Regions from separate parts of the Anas platyrhynchos genome. Here regions 2 and 3 are each linked to region 1. The links are chromatin contacts, called in public Hi-C maps. All regions are on one chromosome and are shown on one strand. The core of a region is the stretch at or near the end of the contact, and the rest is flanking DNA. Distances in the headings are between cores, read along the strand shown.

The links. A called contact is a pair of places that touch in the nucleus more often than the background predicts.
Region 2: a contact with region 1 is called in a Hi-C map of subcutaneous adipose tissue, with 2.9 times the contacts expected there. The contact joins the promoter of TLCD3A here to the promoter of RAD51C in region 1. A contact is called at or near these places in 6 of 8 Hi-C or Micro-C datasets (F5 follicle, liver, skeletal muscle and 2 more).
Region 3: a Hi-C map of subcutaneous adipose tissue shows a contact between it and region 1, with 2.2 times the contacts expected there. The contact joins the promoter of DHX40 here to the promoter of RAD51C in region 1. A contact is called at or near these places in 3 of 8 Hi-C or Micro-C datasets (liver, skeletal muscle and subcutaneous adipose tissue).

What each region holds. Positions count from the first base shown.
Region 1 is chr20:3,491,438-3,495,380 of IASCAAS_PekinDuck_T2T, reverse strand. It overlaps RAD51C (RAD51 paralog C), which reads left to right and starts at 2,055. Exons shown (of 9, transcript XM_027471951.3): 1 at 2,055-2,257; 2 at 3,388-3,646; 3 at 3,851-3,943. The coding sequence starts at 2,140. TEX14 (testis expressed 14, intercellular bridge forming factor) reads right to left here. Exons shown (of 35, transcript XM_072026048.1): 4 at 1,684-1,744; 5 at 1,492-1,585. It overlaps LOC113845691 (small nucleolar RNA U3), which reads right to left and starts at 520; the gene lies at 306-520.
Region 2 is chr20:3,676,014-3,679,940 of IASCAAS_PekinDuck_T2T, reverse strand. TLCD3A (TLC domain containing 3A) reads right to left here and starts at 2,501. Exons shown (of 5, transcript XM_027472675.3): 1 at 2,300-2,501; 2 at 2,124-2,207; 3 at 56-269. The coding sequence starts at 2,421. It overlaps VPS53 (VPS53 subunit of GARP complex), which reads left to right and starts at 2,607. Exons shown (of 23, transcript XM_027472510.3): 1 at 2,607-2,645; 2 at 2,647-2,736. The coding sequence starts at 2,622.
Region 3 is chr20:3,276,212-3,280,410 of IASCAAS_PekinDuck_T2T, reverse strand. It overlaps DHX40 (DEAH-box helicase 40), which reads left to right and starts at 2,524. Exons shown (of 17, transcript XM_038165783.2): 1 at 2,524-2,720; 2 at 3,221-3,366; 3 at 3,824-3,943. The coding sequence starts at 2,582.

The sequences.
Region 1 (3,943 bases), core at 806-3,305:
GCCCGTGAGCGACACCGCGGCCACACGGCGCGGCCTCCCGGGGGTGGCGTGCAGTGAGCAGGCGGAGCGAGCCGGCTCTGCCGGCCCCATAGTGCCTGTGGCCACCCAGGGACAGGGATAAGGGGACCTCGCTGCATCCCTGGAGCCCCGCAGCCTGCTCCAGTCCGGGCAACACTGGGGTGGAGACCCCTGAACGCCCCCTGCGCAGACATGGAGCTTCCGCGGAGCTCTTGGCAGCACCGCACCCTCTCTGTTAGACGGTAGGAATTTGCTCTGCTTTTGACACCGTTAAAATAAGGACACAAACCACTCAGCCTGTGCTCTCTCCCTCCCAGACCCCATAAAGGAGTCGGGAACGGTCATCGATGGCGGGAGGCCCCTGCACTGCAGCAGCGCCGCCCGCCCGCCTCGCGCTCAGGAGACAGCACGCAGCTCCTCCTCGTGGCTTGTGACGCCGGACACTTTCGATCACACTCCTCTAGTTACCAACTACAGAAATGATCCCTGAAAGTATAGTCCTGGCCTCACACCGCCGCCCCGACGGGTCCCACGGCCGCCGACCGGCCCCTAGGTCACGGCAACCCCCCGGTCCCCACCCTATTCTCCTGTTTCCCCCCTTCCCCGCGCCCCTCCGCGCCCCCGCCGCCGGGCGCGCCCCCGCTGCGGCCCCACGCTCCCCGGGAGCGCCCCGCGAGTGGGTTGCATGGACACGCCCCCTCATTTGCATGCAGCGCTGCCCGGCCAATCACACGCACCCGCGGCCGGCCCCGCCCCGCAGCGCTCCAGGAGCGCCCCGCAGGGCTGCAGCGGAGTCGCACCCCCAGGAGCTGCACCTGCTGCTCACATCCCTAAAAACGGTTTGAAAAACAGGACATTTGATCCCACAATACCCGCACAGTCATATTTCTTGCGTCCAGGGACAGAAACCACACCTCGAGCTCCCTGTTTTGTCCCTACTGCCTCCTTCTTGCTTTTTGTCCCAGTGTTTCTGTGCTATCAGTGTTCTGCTCTTGGAATCTCCAAGTTGGAAACAGAGCTGCTTGTAATAACGGAGCAGAACTGCATAAATACTACATTTCATTTGCAGTGCTCTTTGCTCCCTGTCATTACAAATGTGGGTTCTAAAAACGCCAGCATTTAAGCGGTACTTTAAGAGCTTTGCAAGCAGAACTAAAATTTAAACTCTATGCACATATTCCTAAAGCAGACTTCCAGAACGTTAGTTTTACAGCATTCAATTACTTCCTTACGATTTTGGTACTGTAACCTTGCAACTAAAACCTTAAGTCTTTCCAGATTACTTCTCTTCATGCTTTTTTTTACTTATTGGTGCCGTTTACCAGAAAAGACCCAACACGCTACCTTTTGTAAACACTGTTCAATGACAAAACTGAATTAACAGTATGCTGATTCTACCTGTTTACCACAAACACAAGCATACAGGAGTAAGTAAACCTTTCCTGCAATGACTTCTCTAAACTGAAGCTTTACCTTTTTTCAGAAGCTTCTTCACCTTGACGCAGTTCCCCTGTCTGACACACTCATGCATCTGAGCCTCGGGGGAGTCCCCTCTTGTCGTCCCAAGCTGCACGGGGCAGGGAATTGGAAGCGGGAGCGCGTGCGCCATCCTCTTCCGTCAACACAAATTGGCAGATAGCTGCAAATCACCACAGCAGGACTTACTCCTCGCTTCCGACACACCAGCAGCTGACTCTGAGCAGTGGCCGCTCCTTCCTCGAGGACCCTGAGGAGAGAACGAAGGCGCTGAGCCCGGCAGGTCGCTGAGGAGAGCCTGCCCCAGGCCCTGACACCCCGATGAGGGGAGAGGGTCCCAGGGAAGGTCGCCGAGAGCTGACAGCGGGTAAATACCAGCACAGTTCTCACACCTGCGGGTCACAGAGGCCTCTCTGACGGGCTGAAGGGAGGACGGAGCCCACCCTCCCCCAAGGACCCTCAGCGCCCCCTCAGCACCAACCGCCCTCAACCGCCCCCTAACGGCCGCGGTCACGTGCCGGCTCTCCTCGCGCCTCAGCGGGCGGCGCATGCGCAGTGCTCCCCCCCCCCCCCCCCCGGTCGCTAGGCGGGGCCTAGCGCGGCCCGGTGCGGCCTAGCGCGGCCCGTGGGGGGGGGGGCGGCGGTATGCAGAGGGAGGTGGGCAGCCTGCCGCTCGGCCCCGCGCTGAGGGCCAGGCTGGCGGCTGCCGGCTTCCAGACCGCGCAGGAGCTGCTGGACACCGGGCCCTGCGGGCTGAGCAGAGGTAGAGGCATGGGGAGGGCTCGGGTCGGCTCCGGGGGGAAGCGGGGGGGGGGGGGGCGCGGGGCTGGGCCCGGGGTTGTGGGGGGGACTGGGGAGGGCTCGGTGCTGCCTGAGGAGTCGCTCTGAGGGGACAGGGTAAGGGGGGGGGATGTTTAGGGAGTTCTACACCTAAGGAAGAAAATGGGCAAAAGTTCCCTCCTGTTTCCGATAAAATAATAACAAACAAAAAAACCCTACGAAATTCACAAAAAAAGTTGAGTCATGAGTACAAATAGGACGCTAAAATTCAGAATATGCCCTTTTGCAAAAAAAAGTTTAGTGATAAACACAAATGGGATGCTACAAATTCAGAATATGCCCTCTCGCTGACTTCCCCCCTTGCACGTTTGAAGCACAGTCAGCCACCGTAAGCAGTTAGGAAGCTGCTTTTGTTTTAAGCATAAGAAAGTAACGCGTACAGTTAAGGAGCTTTTTTCCTTTCAAGAATCTCCAATGTGATTTGTACAGCCCTTTTAAGAAGCGCACCGTGCTTTTTATTATTAGAAATTTTGCTCTCTATGATGATCCATTGTAGTGGTAGCCAGATCCTGGCCTCCCCGTGTGTAAAGATGTACCCAAGCGTGTTTGTGCTGCCTCGCTTCTGTGCCTAGGGCTGTGCTTCACATCTAAAAATAAGGTGTGAAGGTGCTCAGCCCCGGAATACCCCAAGTACTCACGGTGCCAGCAGTAGGTGTCACTACCACTTACTAGTCTGCAGCCTGACTTTGTTTTTCAGGGCCGTATTTGCTTCAAATGACGTTAACTTAGCAGTGCATTCAGTGTAGACGATGCACATTGCTCTCCCAGATCCTAACCGCATCTGTGAACAGTGCTCTGGGCTTTTTATTTACACACTGCTTATTGCCACCAGTGCATCATTGGTCTGAGTTGCTTTGAAAATCATCTCTTTTGAAAATAAGGTCTTTAGTTCCGGAGATGCTGGCAAGCTCTGTGCACTATTACATTAAAAGAATTAATAATTTTGAGTTATGCATCAGAATTGGCACATTTTGTTAAAAAGTTGTACTGTCTGTATTTTAAATTGCTGTTTATAAAATTAAGGTAACATTTCATGATTTTTGTCTCTCCTAGAAATTGGAATCTCCAAAGAAGAGGCACTGGAGGCATTGCAGGTTGTAAGGCAGGAATGTTCTGGCGATGCAGCAAGGACTGCTGGGGGAGCTGGCACCACCAGAAAGTGCACAGCACTGGAGCTTCTGGAAGAAGAGCAGGCGCAGGGCTTCATCATCACCTTTTGTTCGGCCCTAGACAATATTCTGGGAGGTGGCGTGCAGCTGACAAAGATCACTGAGGTCTGTGGAGCGCCTGGTGTTGGGAAAACACAGCTATGGTATTTTATTTTTAGATTACTTTTGTGCAACTGAGAATCACTTTTCTTTGTTGAATTTAACTACAATGAGAGTTCTGATCAATATGCAGTTTGATGATGGCTAGGCACCTTCCTCTTCCATGTATTCCTCAGCAGAAATGTAGTGAGGAGGGAAGATGCTTGTAACAAACATGTTTATGTTTTTGTCTTTGTTTCCCATGACAGCATGCAGTTGGCAGTAGATGTACAGATTCCAGAATGCTTCGGGGGTGTCTGTGGAGAAGCGGTGTTCATTGACACTGAAGGAAGTTTTATGGT
Region 2 (3,927 bases), core at 1,252-3,751, 180 kb before region 1:
CACCCAGGGACACCCCCACGGGGCTGCGTGTACGGCAGCCGTGCCCGGCCCTTACCTGGGCGACGGGGGTGAGCACAATGAGGATGAAGAGGTGGTGGGTCACCATGAGACGCTCCCGCAGCAGGAAGCTGCGCACGCTGGCCAGCGAGTGCTTCTCCTCCGCTACCCCCTTCTCCTGGCTCTTGTGCCAGTGGCAGAGGTACATGACGTAGATGTCGTAGGTCATGTACGGGACGAGGACCCAGATGTACTCCACGGCCAGCCAGTGCCTGGGGAGGGAGCAGCACACGGAGGGGTGGTGGTGGAGGTGTGGTGATGCCCCCACGCCTGCTGCTGCAGCGAGGGGGCATCAAGGCAGAGCACGGCACCCCGGGGCCCATCTGCCAGTGTGTAAGGTGGTTGTGTTCCTGCACCCGTGCTACCTGGAGCAAACGGGGAGTGACGGGTGATTCCTGAAGGCAGCAGGTGAGCGGTGCCCTAAAAGCAAGGTGTTTATCCGGGTGGTGCCGTGAGGTTTCTGCTAGGGCCGTGCAATCAGCCCTGCAGCAGGCAGGAAAGCCACAGCCACGAGTGACAGAGAGCCCCAGCTCCCGAGGAACCCGAGGGCTCAGGGACCCATCACCCCTAGGGTCTGGTCTGCAGAAATGTGACCGTTCCCTGCAGTTTTTGGGGGCCCAGCACCCCCTTCCCCAAGGACGCTTCCTCGGCACTGCCCCGCTGGTGGCTCGCCGTGCCAGGCGCCGCAGGGCTGAGCACAAACACAGGGCGATAGCACGGCAGGCAGGTGTGTGCCAGGGCTGCACGGCACCTCCCCGCATCCAGGGCTCGTCTGCCAGCCCTGCAGCACGCAGTGCCCCCCGGGACAGCCGGAGCAAACGCCCGGTGGGAATAAAACACCGAGCCTGGATCCCTCCTGCATGCCCCTCCTGTCGGCTGCCCAGCCCGGGGCAGTGTCTGAACGCAGCTGGAGATTCAGAGTTAACTGGAGGTGCCTGGCCCGGGGTTGGGAGAGTGAAGCGCGAGATGTTTAATATAGGCAATAAATCCCTGAGAGACGTTTGTCTGTTGGGAAATAATTGCACGCAGATGCCTGTTCCCAAAGTATGTCGGAATCCCGGTTGCACAACCCGGCTGCAGTAACCCCTGCTCGGCGCGGGGACCGGGCTCCTCGAAAAGCACCGAGCGGACCTGCAGGGGCAGGGGAAGCGCCGCTGCTCCCAGAAACATAGCTCGGGGCCCGAATAAACCGGCTCTTGCTCTCCTGCTGCCTCAAGAAAAATTCCCTTGTGTGTGTTCCTGCTTCAGCCAGGAAGAAATCCAAAACGCGTGGCTGTCCCGGGGAGGGGGGCGGACGGGCCCTTGTTGGTACAACTCGCCCAGGGCTTCGGAGGGCAATTAGGGTGCCAGCAGCACAATGCTCGTCTGGCTGTGTAAATAAATTGGCAGCTTTTATTGCAGCCCTTGTGCTGCTTCCTGGCTCTCTGTCTTGCTGTCGTTCTCCCAGCCCTTCCCCGCTGAGCGCTGCGCTGCAGTTACCCCAGATACAAGGGAAATCTGGGTCTCTGGCCGCAGAGCCACGGGGCTGGCATTGTTCCCCTGACCACAGGGCGGGTTTGGGAGGGTTGAGCTCCAACTCCCTGGGATCCTGCTGCAGTCAGATGAGATTTCTGTACCCGTGTGCCCGAGGCACTGCAGTGACCCGAGGCCGCTCGCCGCCCTGAACGGCCCTCGATGCTCTGCGGGCACGAGGATGCTCACACAGCCGGGCTCAGTGCGGGTGCTCTCCCCACCACCCTCAGCGCTGATTCACACCCCGAAGAGCCCAAATCTGGCTCGCTGCTCACCCACGGCTGCGTTCTCCGCGCCTCCTCTTCCCGTGCCGCTCTCAGCTCTGCCTCCCAGCCTCTCACCCCGAGTGGCTCTGCTCAGGGCTCCTCACGGGGCGGCTGCCGTGAGCCCCGGACGATCCGGGGCTGCTCCCCGAGCACCACCAGCCGCACTCCCGGGATTTCTGCTCCGGGTTCTGCGGGGCTGCCCCTCTCCGGCCACCCCCGGGCCGGCAATAACGGGGACCCCCCACCCCGGGGACCCCCCCACCCCCGGCACCCCCCCCCTCCCGTTACCTGTCTCGCACCACATCCCCGCAGCTAAGCACCACCGTGAGCCCCGACACCGTCGCCATCGTAGCTTGGACCGTGGACACCACCCTGCAAAAACGGCGGCGAGGGGGGGGGGGCGGCTCAGACACCGACCCGGGGCACCCCCCCCCCGCCACCACCCTCCCGGCCCCCCTCTCTACCTGCCGCTGAGCAGGACGCGGTCGCGGCTGCTCCATGCCGGGGCCGCCCAGCGCAGCGCCCGGGTGCAGAGGGCGAAGAGCCCCGGGAAGAAGGCGGAGGCGAGGCCGAGCGTGCGCCACATGGGGCCCGCGCCGCCGCCGCCGCCACCTCCCGCCACCACCTCCCGCCACCGCCGGGGCGCGCCGCGGAGCCCCGCCCACTTAGGCCACGCCCCCTTTAGGCCACGCCTCCTTTTGACAAACCACGCCCCCCTCCGTTAAGCCCCGCCCTCTGGGTTAAGCCACGCCCCCCTCTCCGAACTCGGTCCTCCTGTTTCCCGGCATGCCGCGCGGCCCGGAAGCGGCTGGTCGCTATGGAGGAGGACGAGCCCGAGCTGGCGGCTGGGCTGGAGGCGGCGCTGGAGCTGGCGCCCGCCGTGCAGGCCGCGATCGAGCAGGTGGGGACGGGGCCGGGCTGAGGGGGCCTGGGGGGGGCTCGGGAGCAGCGCCCGGCGCGTTTTAGAGGCGGCTCCTGGCGCCCCTCCCAGGTTTCTGGGAGCCCCCTAGGCCTTCAGCCCCCCCCTCAGCCCTCCTCAAGCCTCCCCCAGGCCCCCTCAGGCCTCCCGGCGGTTCCCTGGGCCGTGCCGTGCCCCCAGCAGGGGCTGCCCGGGCTGTGCGGGGCTGTGGCAGGGCAAGGAGCGGCTGTGATGCTGCTGTGGGGCAGGTGGCACAGCGGCGCTGCCCTCTTCTTGGCAGCAGTGTGTGTGTGACGGCTCCTGGCAGGGCACTTACTCACCTCATGCCATGCACGCAGCTTTTCTGGCTCCAGCAGGCGGTGGTGGAGCTGGGCAGGTGCCTGTGAAGGCCTCTAGGTGAAAGCTGCTGATGAGGCCTGTTCCTAGGCGGAGTTTCTCTCGTTTAAAGTCTGACACAACCCTGTGAAAGGTGGATAGTGCATGTGCCCGGTTAAAGCAGGGTTTTGTGAGGGCTTTGTGTGCAGGGTGATGTGTGGAGGTGGTGCTGCAGTGTGATGGGGACAGCTGCCGTGCTTGCTTGGCATGGTTTTGACCACAGAGAACAGAGCTGGTGGCTGTATGAATATGGAATAAGTATGGTACCAGAGAAGGGAATGCAGTGTGTTTTAGTCTGTCGGGACAAAAGCACAAAGGCTGCCAGCTGTATTTGCATCATTTGAGCTACTTCTGGAGGCAGATCTGTCTGTACCACTGCCGCTCTCTTCCTCTTCCTGGGGGTAGGAAGAATCACCCGGCTGATTCTATTTCTTTCCCTTGCTTTCATGTGTGAGTGGCAAACCCCAATCTCCAGAGAACTTGTACAACCATTTCTTAATTCATCATGTTTCATGTTACATGGCTATGAAAAACAAATCCTCTGCCTCTCACCGCAGGGCCTCACAAAGCCTGAGTGAAGATAAGGGCAAGGCCTCAGCAGGGGTCATCACTTCCACACAACTGCAAAGCTCAGAATGGTTTGGGATGCATAATTAATGGCTCGTGTGTCTTGGGAATCCCTTGCACAGGGCTGGTTGTGCTCGTGCTGTATGTGGAAGCACGCACGTGTGGTATCTGTGTTTATCCAGGCTGATAGCCCCAGGAATTTTTGTAGGTTGGAGATCTCATTCCTGAGGA
Region 3 (4,199 bases), core at 1,275-3,774, 220 kb after region 1:
TTAATAGATGTGGTTTCCTTCACAAGCGTCAAGGGATGCCATGTTCATCGTGGAACGGACTGCTCTGTCCAGAGTAAGGACAAGAAAATTCCTCAGGAACCTGGGCCTCTCCTCTGGGAAGAGCAATAAATCTGTTGTGTACCACAAGGGATTGGAATATTCACCATATCCCATTATCTCTCTGCACGTCAGAAGAGAAAAGATATCCTCTGCTCAGAAACGAAAAAAGACATCCTCAGGGGTAATTCAGTACAGGAAGCTGGCAGAGCTGCAGCCCTCTATCACCTTTACATGTAATTTGCAATTATGTGTAAAGCTAAACCTTAGGAAAAAAGCAATTTCAGTCTTCCTGGCTAGCCTGAAAGTCACCATGCTACCCTGTGTAGCACAGTTACTGACAGAGCAGCTGTGTGGGTAGAGATGCATTTTTACAGAGTTATTAGAGCAGGGAATTGTGCTGGGATTACTGGGTTCTTCTCCCAGCTCTGCCTTTGATTTGTGGTGTGCGCAGACCCCTTAATTTGTTTCTGTTTTCCCCATCTGTGAAACCAAGATAACATCACAAGGGAATTGTAGAGTGTGATTCATTAATGTTTATTAGACAGAGGGAAATCCTTAAATGAATGGCACTGTATTCCAGGAGGGCAAAGTTCAGGACTGCAAAGAGGCTGATTAAACCCAAATCTGCTATTCCCAGGCTAGGAGGACAAAAAAAGAAAATTGAAAAACCTTACCTACCCCTGTGCGTGCCAAAAGCAGTATGTGATTTAAATAGAATCACGTAGAATGTGCATGTCTGCATGCATTCGTATATACATGAGTATCTATGAAAACCATATAATAATGTAATAAAAATTATCAGTAAAAGACTACCAAAAAGTGTGTTTGAAGTTTCCAGTAGGAAATAGTAAAGCAGTGTATATGATCACCATTAACTGAGCAAGTTACTAGCAGCAACACGGCATTAGTACATTGTGAGGAAATAAATACGATACGCTTTCACAAAGGGATGCAACAGCATACAGCAGATTGACATGTTCCATTATGTACCTAAGTGATCAGAGCTATAGGACGGTTAGAGCCATCTTACTGCCAGGCTGATGTGCTTCTTGTGCTTACAGAACAGCATCGAAGTTACTGTCAGTAATTGCTACAGGTCAGCCTCAGACAGAAATGGCAGATCTGTACCAGCAGAATGCCTAAACGCCTAAATGCTGTCCAAAGTATGACTCTTCATGTTAGTACGTGCCGATTGTTTGTCAGCAGCTGGTGGACAGTTTTTGTAGCTTTGGAGAAGGGATTTGTCTTGCTGTTATTTATTTATTTTGTGGGGGGCAAAGATTGTTGCAAACCCCTCAGAGTAATAAACCCAGGGACACAACACCAGGTATCCTTTGTAGCTGTAGCACTGTAATGAAACGCTTCCTGCACTGACCTCTTCTCTCTGGCTGTATTAATAAGGAAGGGCAGAAAACATCTTACCTGCCACCACTTTACCATGCCGGTTTCTAGACAGACTAAACAAATATTTATAGGCTTTAGAAATATCTGAATCTGGCAACCGTGGGGACTGAGGTAATATTTTCCCAGGTCTAGAGTGCTTCGCAAGCATTTCCTGGTCAGCCCTCGCGCTGAGGCCTGAGCCAGCAGGTGAATATTTCTCCCATTGTGTCAGAGGCACGAAGGGAGGCAGCTGGCAGTAAATGGAGTCAGTAGGTGGCCTAATTCGGGCTGACACCAGGACAAACGCACGGCGCGGCTCTCACCCCAACGGAGGGTGAACCATTAACATCTGTGCGGGTCTCACCCCAGTGGAGGGTGAAACATTGACACCCTCAGGGCCCATATGGGAAAGGATGTCATGGCGTAGACAAAGCACGGTGCAGAAATTGTGCATTGGCAGGAATTTGTCGCAGCCATGCTCAGTCTGGGGACTGGGATTGCAGCCTGGCCTCATGTGTTCAGCGTTCATCGCTTGCCACCTTCAGGCCATGCCTGAATTCGGTCGTTACGGGGAAATGCCAGGCCTGGTGTGGCCGAATGGTGCTTTTGAGAGACATTTGGGGGTTTTGAGCCATTTTCCCTCACATCTCCTCCTTACGCCCCGGGGAAGGCGAGGGGGTATTTCAGGCACTGCAAGGGAACCGCTGCAGTCCCTCTGATTTCACACTGTAATTCACCCCTGCCAGGCTCCTAGGCGATTTGGGGTAAAAAACAACCATTTTGGTTACAAGAGGCGGGAGGGGGGGGGCGAGGCGCTGTGTGGGGCTGCCTGAGGGGAGGAGGTGGGCTGTGAGGGGCGGGGCCTGTACAGGAGGGGGGCGTGGCCTACACGGGGAGAGGCGGGGCCTGTGTGGAGAGGGGGCGTGGCTTCAAGTGGGCGTGGTTTAGAGGAGTGGGCGTGGTTTATGGGGTGGGCGGGGCGACGAGCCGCATCGCGTCACCTTTGTGCGCGCGGCGGCGCCGCTCCCGCGCGGGTGGTGACATCACCGAGGGGGCGGGGCTCGCGTGAGGGGAGGTGGGCGGCGGGCGGCGGGCGGGGGGCAGGGGGCAGGGGGCGGGTGGGGGTCCCCCCGCCGCCATGGAGGGCGGCCGCCTGCCCATCCGCCGCTACCGCCGGGCGCTGGTGGAGGCGGTGAGCCGGGAGCCCTTCCTCATCGTCACCGGAGAGACGGGCAGCGGCAAGAGCACGCAGCTGCCCCGGTACCTCTTCGAGGCAGGTAACGGCCGGGGGGAGACCCCGTCGTCCCCCCCCCCGGAGTCCCTCGGGAGCCTGGGGGGGGGGGGGTAGCGGGGGAGGGATGGGGGGAGTTCGGCCCCTCAGCTCCCCTTAGTCCCCCTTAGTCCCTCCTCATACCCCTTTAGACCCTCCCCAGTCTCCCCTAGCCCCCTCCCGGCTCCCCTCAGCCCCCCTTCGTCCCTCCCCAGCCCCTCTCAGCTTCCCCTCAGCCCCCCCAGTCTCCTCTAGACCCCCAGACCCCCTTCTGCCCCCCTTAGCCCCCCCCCAAGCTCCCCTAAGCCCCCCCCAGCCCCTCTCAGCTCCCCCTCAGTCCCCCCCAGACTCCCTCAGCCCCCCTTAGTCCCCCTCAGCCCCCCTTAGTCCCCCTCAGCCCCCCTTAGTCCCCCTCAGCCCCCCTTAGTCCCCCTCAGCCCCCCCCAGTCCCCCTCAGCCCCCCCAGCCCCTCACAGCCCCCTGACGCCCCCATTTCTCTCCCCGCAGGCCTGGCCGAGCACGGGGCCATCGGTGTCACCCAGCCCCGGCGTGTCGCCACCGTGTCGGTGGCGCAGCGGGTGGCCGAGGAGCTGGGCTGCACGCTGGGCACCGTGGTGGGCTACCAGGTGCGCTTCGACGACTGCTCCTCGCAGGTAGGGCACCGGGCAGAGAGCGGGGGGTCCTCGGAGGATGCAGGGTGGAAGTGTGAGAGCCTGGGAAGCTGTCCTGGCGGGGTGGAGCTGCGGTTGGGTTGTCACAGGGCTCACGTCTTATCGTAGAGTTATGAAATGGCTCGGGTTGGAAGGGGCCTGAAGGATCACCCAGTTCCAACCCCCTGCTTCAGGCAGGGATAACGCCCACAAGATCAGGTTGGCCAAAGCCCCATCCAGCCTGGCCTTGAGGACCTCCAGGTATGGGGCATCCACAGCCTCTCTTGGCAGCCTGTTCCCATGCCCCACCACGATGAACGTTGCCAAACACTTGTGATGCTGTGGGTAAAGTTGTGTGTTATAATCCCAGCATGTATGCGTGTGTCTGCTGGGTGAGTATCTGACCTGTATCGATGTAAATAATCAGGGTGACAGCTGAAGGTCTAATTGAACCTTTCAGGATACTGCCATCAAGTACATGACGGATGGCTGCTTGTTGAGGCATATTTTGGCCGACCCCCTTCTCAGCAAGTACAGTGTCATCATTCTGGATGAAGCCCACGAGCGGAGCCTTAGCACTGTGAGTGTCGCCTTAAACACGAGTGTTGTTTGGTATTGGTAAAGGGGAAATTTGAACTCATTGGTAAAAATAATACAGATGTGGTACTCCTTCCTTCTAGTCTGTTTTCAACTGAAGGTTCCGTAGGAGGTTTGCATCTTGAAATTACCTCTGTACTTATTGACAGAAAAGTTTTACCAAAGCAAGGAACAGGCTAAGTGACTCCCTAAAAATCTTTCACAGTGGGTCAGTTCCTGCAGTAAGACAAGATCTCAGG